Regions from separate parts of the Mus musculus genome. Here region 2 is linked to region 1. Evidence: chromatin contacts called from public promoter capture Hi-C data. All regions are on one chromosome and are shown on one strand. The core of a region is the stretch at or near the end of the contact, and the rest is flanking DNA. Distances in the headings are between cores, read along the strand shown. Region 1 holds the start of Ap4e1 (adaptor-related protein complex AP-4, epsilon 1). Region 2 holds the start of Kcnip3 (Kv channel interacting protein 3, calsenilin).

Region 1 (5,585 bases), core at 323-2,822:
AGCTCTAAATTGAATTCTTTTAAGCTGTCTAGACCCCGCTTCCGCAGTACCAAGGAATCACCTTGCCTATTGGCTCCCTCTCAGGTCACTGACCACCTCCTTGTGGTTTCTAAAGCTGTTCTATGGCCACGACCTACAGGTTTGGCATTTTTGAGCCTTTTAAGCTGTTGCATAATTTTCTAGCCAATTCAGTATGCTAATGAAAGCTGTGTAAGAAGTTTTAGTGCGGGGGTGGGTGGATATGGGGGACTTTTGGTATAGCATTGGAAATGTAAATGAGCTAAATACCTAATAAAAAATAGAAAAAAAAATAAATAAAAAAAAGAAGTTTTAGTGCTGCTTGAAAAGCAGGAACAACAGAGTTTTGCTTTTTATATAGCCTACCATGTCTCTGTTTCAAATGTGTAATTTTTCTTCCTTTAAACTTTGGTCCAAACAATGACCCTGTTTTACTGGCACCACAGCACAATTTGAAAAAGCTCTATTGGATAAGACGGACTAAGGGGGATAGTGAACATCACCCAGGCCAGGGGAAGGAAAGTTTCACTTTACTTTTTGGCAGTGTAGCCGCGTTCCTTTCACCCGAGTCAGAAATGTATCAGCTTTCCCCAGCATATTTTTTAGGTGGAAGAAAAAAATTGGGGGATGGGGAAAGTTAAGACAGGGTTTCATATAACTCAGGTTTGTTTTGAACTTGATATGGAGCCGGTGATGCCCTTGAATTTTCTTGCTCCTCCTTCCAGTCTCAAGGGCTGGGATTTCAGGCAACAACCACTACATGGCTGGAAAGTAAGTTTTCTAATTTAAACTAGTGAAAGGGCCTAAAGTTAAAAAAACACACACACACATACACACACACACAGTAAACAAAACTTTACGTAGGCATAAAATATTAAATTCTAAAGAAAATCTGTTTTAAATAATTTAAATATTGAGATTTTTCAATAAATTAAACTTTTTTAAAAAAAGATTTATTTATTATTATAAATAAGTACCCTGTTGCTGTCTTCAGACACGCAACAGAAGAGGGCGTCAGATCTCATTATGGATGGTTGTGAGCCACCGTGTGGTTGCTGGAATTTGAACTCAGGACCTTTGGAAGAGCAGACAGTGCTCTTACCCACTGAGCCATCTCACCAGCCCTAAACTTTATCTTTGCATAACTATTCTGTCAGGCAAACTTTTTCTTTTGTTGAGGTGTAGGTACAAGAACAACTTCAAGATTTAAGAAAAAAATTTCACTTATCACAGACAAAGTTTCAGAGATAAGAGCTCCTACAGGTGTTAAGAACACTATAAAGATGGTAGGTCAGGTTTGTAATCCCAGCACTTGGAGGCTGGGACAGGGGAATGGCACGAATTCATTAACCTTGGGAAGTTCGAGAAAATACAAGATCATGCACACACATTTCACCGCTAATAGAATGATCATGAACTTCATGTCTCCAGAGAACTCCTCTCTCCTCCTAGACTCGTGCGCCCCCAGGCGGTGTTTCCCGGAACTTCATCCTGCTCGTCCTGCTCCGGCGCGAATAAAGATTTCTTATTCAAAACGCCGGAAGTGACTACGGAGGCCGGGAGAGTCAGCGCGAAGTAGCCTCGTAGGGAGGCAGCGATGAGCGACATGGTGGAGAGGACGCTGACCGCACTGCCGGGGCTCTTCCTGCAGAACCAGCTGGGAGGACCTGCGGCCTCCAGAGCACCCTTCTTCTCCAGGCTGGGCGGCCTCATCCGTGGCGTCACTGCACTCTCATCCAAGCACGTATGCGGCGGGGTTGGCTGGGCGGGATGGGGTGGGGCGGCGGGGCCGGAGACATCGGTCCGCTGGATGGACGCAGCCGGGCGTCCGCCTCAAGTTGCCTGTACCGACCGACCTCAGGAGGCCGGCTTTCTGATTTGGAGGCCCGAAGACCCTCCGTGTGTTTTCTCATGGGGTGCTTTGAGGATTACATGAGCTGTCAATCGAGTGAAAAAAGCCAGTATGACCTAAAGCCTGAGCTATAGGCTCCTACCAAGTTTCTCCTCCCTGTTGAGATTTTTGTTTTGTTTTGATTTTTCGAGACAGGATTTCTCTGTGTAGCCCGGGCTGTCCTGGAACTCACTCTGTAGACCAGGCTGGCCTCGAACTCAGAAATCCGCCTGCCTCTGCCTTCCAAGTGCTGGGATTAAAGGCTTGTGCCACCACTGCCCGGCTCCCTCTTGAGTTTTAATTTTTCTATTTGGAAGCATCACGTACTCGGACAGACAACCCTCATTCCCACCCCTGACAGGGCTGTTAATCTTTGCAGAGCTTGAGGTTTAGTCTAGACCAACGGGTTGGGCAAAGACGCGCTTTGAAAACTAGTAGTTACTATAGAAGTTATTAAGTTCCCACGTACTTTGTATGGTACTGACTCAAAGCCTCAAGGAGTGTTTGTCTTAAAAACATAATATTGTGTCATACTTTCTTCAGCAAGTATTTATCAAGCACAACTATATGTTAAGTAATGAAAATAGCAAAACACTTTTCTGTCTATTTTCTGTCCATTTTAGACTTAACATAAATAAGTAACTACAGTGCAGTGTAAATGCCTGCAGCATGGAGAAGAGAAACAAGATGCCTTTAAAGGTTTAAAACGGGCTTGTGTTCTCACTGGAAGCTGGTGTGTGGCAGGGCTTGCTGAACATCCCTTAATCATTATTCGTGTACTTAACATCTCTTCGTGCTTTTCTGTTGCTAATTTGTATGAGAGGGCAAGTAAGTATTTTGTGTGTACATGTATGTACTGAGAGAATGTGTATGTGCTGGTATGTGAGGATGCACGGACCCACGGCACATGTATAGGCTTCCGAGAACAGCTTTGGGTCTTAGTCCTTACCTTCCACCTAGTAGGTGAGATCTCTCTTGACGCTTGTTTCTGTGTTGTATATTCAGGCAGGCTGGCTAGGGAGCTTCGAGTGTTCTGTCTCACCATAGGAGTGCAGGGATCACAGGTCCACCTCACCACACCCGGCTTTGTGCTTTTTACACATTGAGCCATCTGCCTCTGCCACCGCTCTGAAAAATTTAGAGAATATAGTTTTTTTGGCTTAGTTTGAAACTGCACAGACAGCCAGATGTGGTATTACTGCCAGATGTATTACTTCTAAGTTTTGTTTTGTTTTTAGATTTGTTTCAAAGTTGTGTGTGTGTGTGTGTTTATGGCATGTGTACATGAGTGCAGATGCTCTCAGAGTCCAGGAGAGTGTGTGTGATCCCTTGGAGCTAGACTTTTAGGCAATTGTGAGCCACCAGAGTGGGTGTGAGGAACCAAATTCTGTCCTTTGCAAGAGCTCTGTGTATTCTCACCTGTGGCATCTCTGCAGCCCCCACCAGCAGTTCGGAATTAGCCACTTAACGTCAGCGACTCAGTGTGTGATTTGAACATAACATTGTATTAGTTAGTGGTTGGCCAGGCCCTAAGTGCTTCCTGAGGTCCAGCACAGGCAAGCATCAGAGTTGACCACACTGGTGTGTGCAGTAGACAGCGAGAGGGAAGATGGGCTGAGGAGGATGAGGAAGAGTAGAGGTCAGGAAGACTGTGTCTGTCTGTCTGTCTGTCTGTCTGTCTGTCTGTCTGTCTGTCTGTCTTCTGCGTTCCATGAACACTTTTTATTTTATCCCATCAACACTTTTTGCTTCTGGGAAGATGTAACTTCATCTTCCCAGATCCACACTTTTTTTTTTACTCTCTTTTCACTTAGACTCTTTGTTTTTGTTTTTTGAGTCAAGGTCTTACCATGTAGCCGTGGTTGTCTTGGGGCTTCCTGTACAGACCTGGCTGGCCTTGAACTCACAGAAATCCACCTGCCTTTGCCTTCAGACTGACTGCTGGGACTAACGATGCATACCACCATGCCTAGCTGTTCTGAGTTGTTAAAACCTACACGTATTTATACGTGTACCATCCCCATCACATTTAGGGCCTGGCCAACCACTGGCTAATACGATGTGATCTTTAAATCACACACCGAGTCCCTGAAGTTAAGTGGCTAAAGACCTGCTAGTGAGGGCTGTGTGGTGGGATCATGTGGTCATCAGGCTTGGTAGGGTGAGCCTCCATCCACCGAGGCATCATCTCACTACCCCGATTTTGAATCTTTTCCTTTTTGGTTGTTATTTATGTTTGTTTGGTTTTTTTAAACAAAAAACACCAGGGTTTTTCTCTGTAGCCCTGGCTGGCCTGAAACTCACAGAGACCCACTTGCTTCTACTGCCAAAGCACTGGGATTAAAAAGGTGAGCATCACCACTGCTGGGCCCATCTTGAAGTTTTTGTTTTTAAATTAATTTATTTTTTATTTTATGTACATTGGTTTTCTTCCTACATGTATGTCTCTGTGAGGATGTCAGATCCCCTGGAACTGGAATAAGGGACAGTTGTGCTGGGAATTGAGCCTTCATCCTTTGGAAGAACAGCTAGTGCTCTTAACTGCTGAGCCACCTCTCCAACCCCTCATTTTGAAGTTTTAAAAAACAAATGTTTGCCAGTCTTCACTAGCCAAGCGAGTGAAATGAAGAGGATCACTAGGTTAACATGGAAATAATTATTCTTTCCAGGGAGGGTTCTGTGGGTCAGGGAATGTAGCTTTAAGAATGAGTATAATTGAAATTGTTCTAATTGTATTTTTCAGGAAGAAGAGAAATTAATCCAGCAGGAACTGAGTAGTCTGAAGGCAACTGTTTCTGCTCCGACCACGACACTGGTACGTGTGCAGAGTCCAACACATGTGCATTTGAAGCCTGGTTTTTATAGTGTGGTTCTTCAAACAGCATTCACTCAGCTGCTCTCTGCTGGCCACTGTGAGGCTATTTGCAAGTCTTCAGATTAGGACCCAGGTTTCTGTTGTGGCTCTTCTCTTCTCTTCTCTTCTCTTCTCTTCTCTTCTCTTCTCTTCTCTTCTCTTCTCTTTCTTCCTTTCTTCCTTTCTTTCTTTATTTCCTTTTAAAGATTTATTTATTTATAAGAGTACACTGAAGCTGTCTTCAGACACAAACCAGAAGATGGCATCAGATCCCATTATAGATGGTCGTGAGCCACCATGTGGTTGCTGGGAATTGAACTCAGGACCTCTGGAAGAGCAGTCAGTCCTCTTAACCTCTGAGCCGTCTCTCCAGCCCCTCTTGTAGTTTTTTAATTTATACTAACTATATCTTTATGTGGTACATTGTAACAATTCAACACAAATGTACAATGTGTATGGCTATTTAACATTTATTCTATTTAAAACTTTTAAGCTTTTAAACCTTTTGGTGCATGTATGTGTGTAAGCCTGCACTCCTGTGTGCGTGCCATAGCATGTGTGTGGGAGTTTGTTCTCTCCACTACCTGTAGGATTGAATTGTGTCATCAGACTTGGTGGCCTGATGCCTTTGTTCTATATCCTTTGACTGACTGAGCCATCTTGCTGACCTGACACTTTTAGCTAACCAACTCCAACTAACATTTGTTTATCAACTGTTTAGTGTGTGGTTTTAAAAACATGGTATCCATTTATTCTTACTCATTTATTTTTGAGGCAGGGTCTTGTTGTATAGCCCTGGCTGGTTGAGAACGTGCTATGTAG
Region 2 (5,766 bases), core at 2,554-5,053, 510 kb after region 1:
CTGCTCTTCAGAATGCCTTCTTCAGTTATTCTCAGCAATCAGGTAGATAAAGTCCAGGCTAAATGTGTTGGTAAAGGATTTTATCCTTCTAGAAGGTTAGTGATCTGAGACCGTGGCACAGAGGAGCGAAGGGACCTGTCTGTGGACACACAGCTGATATATGAAGGGGCTAAAGCTGAGCCCAGACCCATCGATACAGAACCAGGGCTCTCAGACAACAGGGCCAGCCCCAAGCCCTCACCAAGCCTCTGTGGCCAGGGCTCTCCAGTAGCACATCACAAGGGTAGGTGCTGATGGGCTAGTGGGCTGTTCTATATATTTATGGGGCACTGGGGATAGCTGCAGTGTGGTATTTCCAGCTTCCAACAGAACAGCATAGGGGGCTGAGCCCATCTGGGGCGAGGAAGGGGTTATGGTCATATCCTAGACCCCAGTGGGAAGGTGGAGGAGGCCCAGAGAGGGACAAGTTTGCCTCAGAGGCATGGGGACAGAGCCCTAGCTAGAACTGAGTTTCCTGAGACCACTGCCCTGAGTGCCTGTCTGGAAAGAGGCCTTTTCCACAAGATCAGGAGAAGACATGTCACCAGGGAAAAGGATTTCATCTTTGTCCCAGAAGTCACCCATAGTCTGGAAGCATGGGAAGGCAGGGGTGATGCCCTCAGCCTAGCCTCTCTGCTCAGCCTCTCTGAGTGTGAGTGGAGCACAAGCCTGACCAAAGGATAGAGTGCTGAGATAGCCCAGAGTGGGAGAGGCCAGGGACAGGCCCCTCTTGGCTGTCCTCCTGCCTGTTAGCTCTCCCTGCTCTGACTCTGGCACTGTCACATGGCTGCTCTGTGGCGTTCTAGGATGTGGGCTGATCACAGCTGACAGATGCACCTGTTCAAGGGAGGGGGAGAACATCAGTCAGCTGGGAGCTGGGGGGAGTCGTGAGTCACCCACGCTGTGCACACATCCTGCCTGGGGCAGGGCTGGTCAAGGCTGATGCTTTCCCCTTTTCCCTCCTTTGCTTTCCCTATGAAAGCCCTCACAGAAGCCATATCAGGGAGCTTGCAACATCCCCTGAGAATCCCAGTGAGGACCAGGGCGCTGAGGGAGCAGAGGGTGCCCCTCACGCCAGCCTGGTTTATCCAAACAGCTTCCACTTTGGGGGAAGATGTGACTAAGAGAAAGGGACTGGACTGAGTTGAGCTGAGTTGGTAGAATGCTTGTCTGGTGTGTGTGAAGCCCAGGGATTAAGCCCCAGCATGAAGTGGGTATGGTGGCAGACACCTGTAATCCCTCCCCTCAGGAGGCAGAGGCAGGGGATCAGAAGTTCAAGGTCATCCTATGGTCCCTAGCAAAGCCTGCTTGGGCTATGAGAAACAGAAAAGGAAGAGAATGGGGGGAGGGGGGGACGACTTCAGGTTCTTTCCTTTTCATGTCTGGATCCACAGCCAAGCAAGGGGAAGTAGGGGCTAATGCAGTCAGGGTCATGACTGGGGCAGAGTCCCTAGTGCCATTGAGTGACAGGCTAAGAAGGCACAAATAGTCTCCAGTCAAACCTCCTTGGCTGCCTGGTTAAAGGCACACCTCTGTCCCCTGGAGTCTGCGCCTATCACTCTCCACCGGACACCCTCACCTAGAGCTTGGTGTCTGTGCTGCAGAAGGCAAGACCGCTCAGATCCAGTCTCAACACTGCATGCAGTTCAGGACCCACCTCTGTTCCTCACCTATAGAGTAAGAACAACACCAAGTCCTGGGTGCGCTGCATGAGGATAACGGTTTAGGAGGGGAGGTCCTGTCTGTGCTCAGTTACCGCTTCTGCAAACAGGGCAAATTAAGGTCAGACTTGCAAGAAGCTGGGGAGGCTCCCAGAGCCAAACTGACCCAGTGTCCACTTTACCACCTCTGAATCTGGATGCTGCTGGCTCTCTCCTCCCAACACAGGGTTTGGCCAGGAGGCCTGGCATTGTGGTCAGTGCCCACTCTGCAGGGCCAAATGAAAGCTACTAAAGGGACGGCTAGGGTATGGTGAGAAGGCAGGGACAGAACTGGGTCAGCTAGTGACTGTGACAAGTGTGGCCATCTCCCAGCCTATGTTAGTTGCTGTCCGTCCTGCTACCTCCATAATCTCCTACTGGTAGGGGACAGTAGGGACTTTATCCAGCTCCACTGTCACTGTGGTGCTGGCTTCCATCTTGGGCCAAGCTACACATGGAAATCCAGGGGGCAGCCATAAGCCTAATGAGTTCCATGAGTGCCCAGGAGCCAATGGTGGGCACAGTGGAGGCCACAATGGCCAATAGAACAGCCAAGTGGACTATGGGACTCTGACCTCACACTCTGCTCATCTGGTAGGGGAGTAGTGGTTAAGGACCCAGGAAGAATTCTGGGAATTAGAGCCACCAGAGATGGGTAAAGGGAAGGGGGCTATGCTATCCCCTGCTGATGGACAGTGCCAGCTGTGTGCAGGTCTATGCACACATGGCTGTAGAACTCCCTGTATCTGTGGACACACAGAGTCACGTTGCTGGGCTCTGTGAGGGAGGGGTACAGTCATAGGGTATCTGTGTGTCCAATGTCTGTAGATGCACACAGCTTCACCTATCATCTGAGTGTGGATGTGAGTCTGGGACAGAGAGCTGTTTATGCTTCTGCTGTGCCAGTCCAGAGCTTTCTAGAGACAGGTGTGACAAGAGAGAAAGTACCTTTCAAGGTACCCTGCCCTTGTGCTCAAAGGGCTTTGTTCCATCTGCAGATCCTTCATGGTATTCTGGGAACTGGACCAGAGGACAGGGATAGTAACCTGGACTCTGGGGCAGAATGGCCTGAAATCAGTCTCCAGCCCTCTCTGGGCTGCTTGCCCTCATTGGGAGTGGGGCAGGAAGACATCTTTTGGGAAGAAAGACTGTAAGATGCCAGCCCAATATCTATTTTTTTTTTTAAATAAGACCTTGATTTCCTTATTTGGGGCATTCAACCGGACCTGGATCTGATCCTTTCTCCCCCTAAGCAAGATTACCCTGGACTTGTGTGCGGCATCCAGGTCAGACTTTCTGAGGGTCGGTGCTAAGCTGGAGCACACCTTTTGTTTTTTTTTTAATTTTTTTTTTGTCTCTCTTCTTCCCCTCACCTGGCTACTATTTCTTGAACTTTGTACCGGGTGCCTCTTTGCCTCCCCTCTCTCTCCATCCCCCAACAGCTCCACAGAGGCAGAGATGTTTGTGATTTTATTAGGGGTCTCATAGTGCTTTAAGAAGAAGGGGGGGTCTTCATTCATTCATTGATGGATTACTTGAAAGCTTTGCCCGTTGGCTTGCCCACACACATAAGACATCCTTTTCCATGCTCCTGTGTCTCACTAAGATCTATGAGGCTAGGGTCAGGGTCAGCTACCCCAGCCCCTGCCCCAAGGACCTAACTGAACAGGACCAGCCATGGAGCTAATTTCAAGCTTCTCTTCTGTCCACAGACACCCAGAGCCTCTTCCATCCAAAGGCCACGGGATTCCAGCCTCCCAGGCAGGAATGCTCTGAACAATTACTTTCCCTTATATGGATTAGCGAGAGTAGGGGCCAAGGACCACTGTGAAAATACTCTCTAGTCAAGACCAACATCAGAGCCCCACCTTCCCCAAGTCCAGGCAAGTCCTCAGCCCCTCAGCGCCTACCTTGGTCCTCTGCATCTCTGCTGCTGAAAGGGACCGTCACTAATCTTCCCGCTTTGCAGCCCGAGCAAGCCAGACTGCTTGGTCCGGCTGGCAGCTGCCTCATGTTTGCTTGGACCCAGACGCAATTGTCACTGGAGGTTTCTCTCCCGCCCCCTGCCCACTCCTTCCACCCTCCCTTCCTTCCGAGTCTTAGCTCCACCTCTCTTCCTCTGCCTCTTCCCTCCCCCTCTTATCTCCCCCCTCCTTCGCCTCCATCCTGACAACCTCCAGTTTCTCTTTTTCCTGTGCTCCTAGTCCTGGCCTCTCAGCCTATCTGGCCCCCAACCCCCCTTGCTTAGTTAGGCTCAGGGTCTGTCCCTGGTTCTCATCTCCCTCTAGTACAGGGTCTGTTCCTACCCTTCCCAGTCACAGGGATAGAAGGGAGGGTACTCCACCACCAGTCCCTGCGCAGGACAGAGAGGAGCCCTTGGGATTACGTCACTAAGGTAACACCTGGGGTCCTAACACCTCTTGTTGCTCTCCCCTATCTGTTAGTCACCTCTGTGCGACCCCTCATAGGCCTTGCTGTATGAAAACCTTCCAAGCTGGAGCGAGCACTTCACACTTTCCCAGTTTCACTGTCCTTTGACTTGAGGTTGGGACCAAATTCAGGCATTCAGAGCAACCACGGGACCTCCCCTAGATCTCCTGGCGTGGGACCTGGGGATGGAGAAGGGATCGAGGGTCCTGACCGTCCTCGGGAAGGCTCCTTCCTGCCCTGTGGGAGACAAGCTCTTGGGCATTTTCTAATGCCCAAGGGAATCCACCAGGAGCCAGGTACGGAGACCAGCGCCAAGTTTCCCTTTTTGGCGCCCGGAGGAGCCTGCCAGTGCCAGTAGTTCCCATGGAAACAGAGCCTGAGCCATCCCCTCTTTCCCAGAAAGCCCAGGAGCACTTGCTTGCCCTTCCTACCCTGTCCCACCCCCTTTTTATTGAGTCAGCCAATTAGCGGCAGCTGCTAGACCCTCCCCGGGCAAAACCCTGGGGCTGTTGATCCCGAGGCAGGAAAGCTGTCCCCAGAGGGGAGGGGACAGTTCTGCCATCTGCACAGCAGGACTTCACTCCGGGCAAGAGACTCTCCCACAGAGGGCTCTCTGGGAAAGAGGACGACAAGGGTCCCAGAGGCTCCGGGGTCAGTGCCAATCTTCCAAACTGACTTGGCATTAGGCAAATTCCCATAAGGCCTTGGAGTGGCATAGTGGGCTTAGAAGAAAAGGGTCATTATCCCAGTCTATGTTAATGATGGCAAAACTCAGGAAAGCTGAGTCTTTACCTATCCAACAAAGCAGTATATCCAGACTGTGTTCACTCAGAGCCAGTTCTGGAGGAACTCTCTACCCACCAGTTACATGTCCACGATTCAGGAATCAAGCCCTGTCCTTACTTGTGGCATTTTTTGAGAGGCAGGGTTGTCTGAGCACTCCACTCCAAGTCAGTGCCTCTTTCTAGAGAGCCACAAGTCTCTGCTTGGCTCCCTTGCTGAGATTCCACTCCTCTGATAGGAGCTCCTTGGGAGTAACAGGCTGTGGCAGAGCCAGCCTAGAACAGAACCCTTCCGTCCTGGGCCTACCAGGGAGCCAGCAACCTCCCCAGCCCTATCCAGCAGGCCCTCCTCATAAAACGTATGAATGGGCATCTGTGCCCTGCCAGGAGCCTCAAGTCACCTGACCCCCTTTCCTTGGGTCCTCTCAGACTTTCCCAGGGCCTGGGCATTGCTGGGGTCCTTCCAGGGTCTCTGGGAGATGGAGGAACGAAAAGGGCTGAAGCAGATCTCCTCAAGTGGACCTCAGCCTTGCTTTGCCACATGGGCACAGGCTGACTTCCCCTAAACTCTTGGAATTTGAGAAGATTGGGGGCCTGCTGACCCACAAAAAGGTTTAGGATGCTGAAGGAGGTCCAGTGTGGTTTGAAAACTGTTAGGGTGATGGATCTTGGCTGTGGCTTCCTCGGGTGGGCCGGGGGTGGGGTGGGGTACAGATTGCATGAGGAAGAAGGAGGGATAATTCCATATTTCAGGAGGCTGTTTTCTTCTTTGTATTATAACACTCGAAGACTCAGCTGTGGGCCACTACAGCTGA

The links. Promoter capture Hi-C pulls out the DNA fragments that hold promoters and counts their contacts.
Region 2: a promoter capture Hi-C map of stem cell-derived epiblast-like cells shows a contact between it and region 1, with 2.8 times the contacts expected there. The contact joins the promoter of Kcnip3 here to the promoter of Ap4e1 in region 1.

What each region holds. Positions count from the first base shown.
Region 1 is chr2:127,007,139-127,012,723 of GRCm38.p6, forward strand. It overlaps Ap4e1 (adaptor-related protein complex AP-4, epsilon 1), which reads left to right and starts at 1,573. Exons shown (of 21, transcript NM_175550.3): 1 at 1,573-1,762; 2 at 4,653-4,724. The coding sequence starts at 1,616.
Region 2 is chr2:127,517,589-127,523,354 of GRCm38.p6, forward strand. It overlaps Kcnip3 (Kv channel interacting protein 3, calsenilin), which reads right to left and starts at 3,804. Exons shown (of 9, transcript NM_019789.4): 1 at 3,650-3,804. The coding sequence starts at 3,664. The region is part of intron 2 of Gm35478 (a long non-coding RNA gene); the gene reads left to right.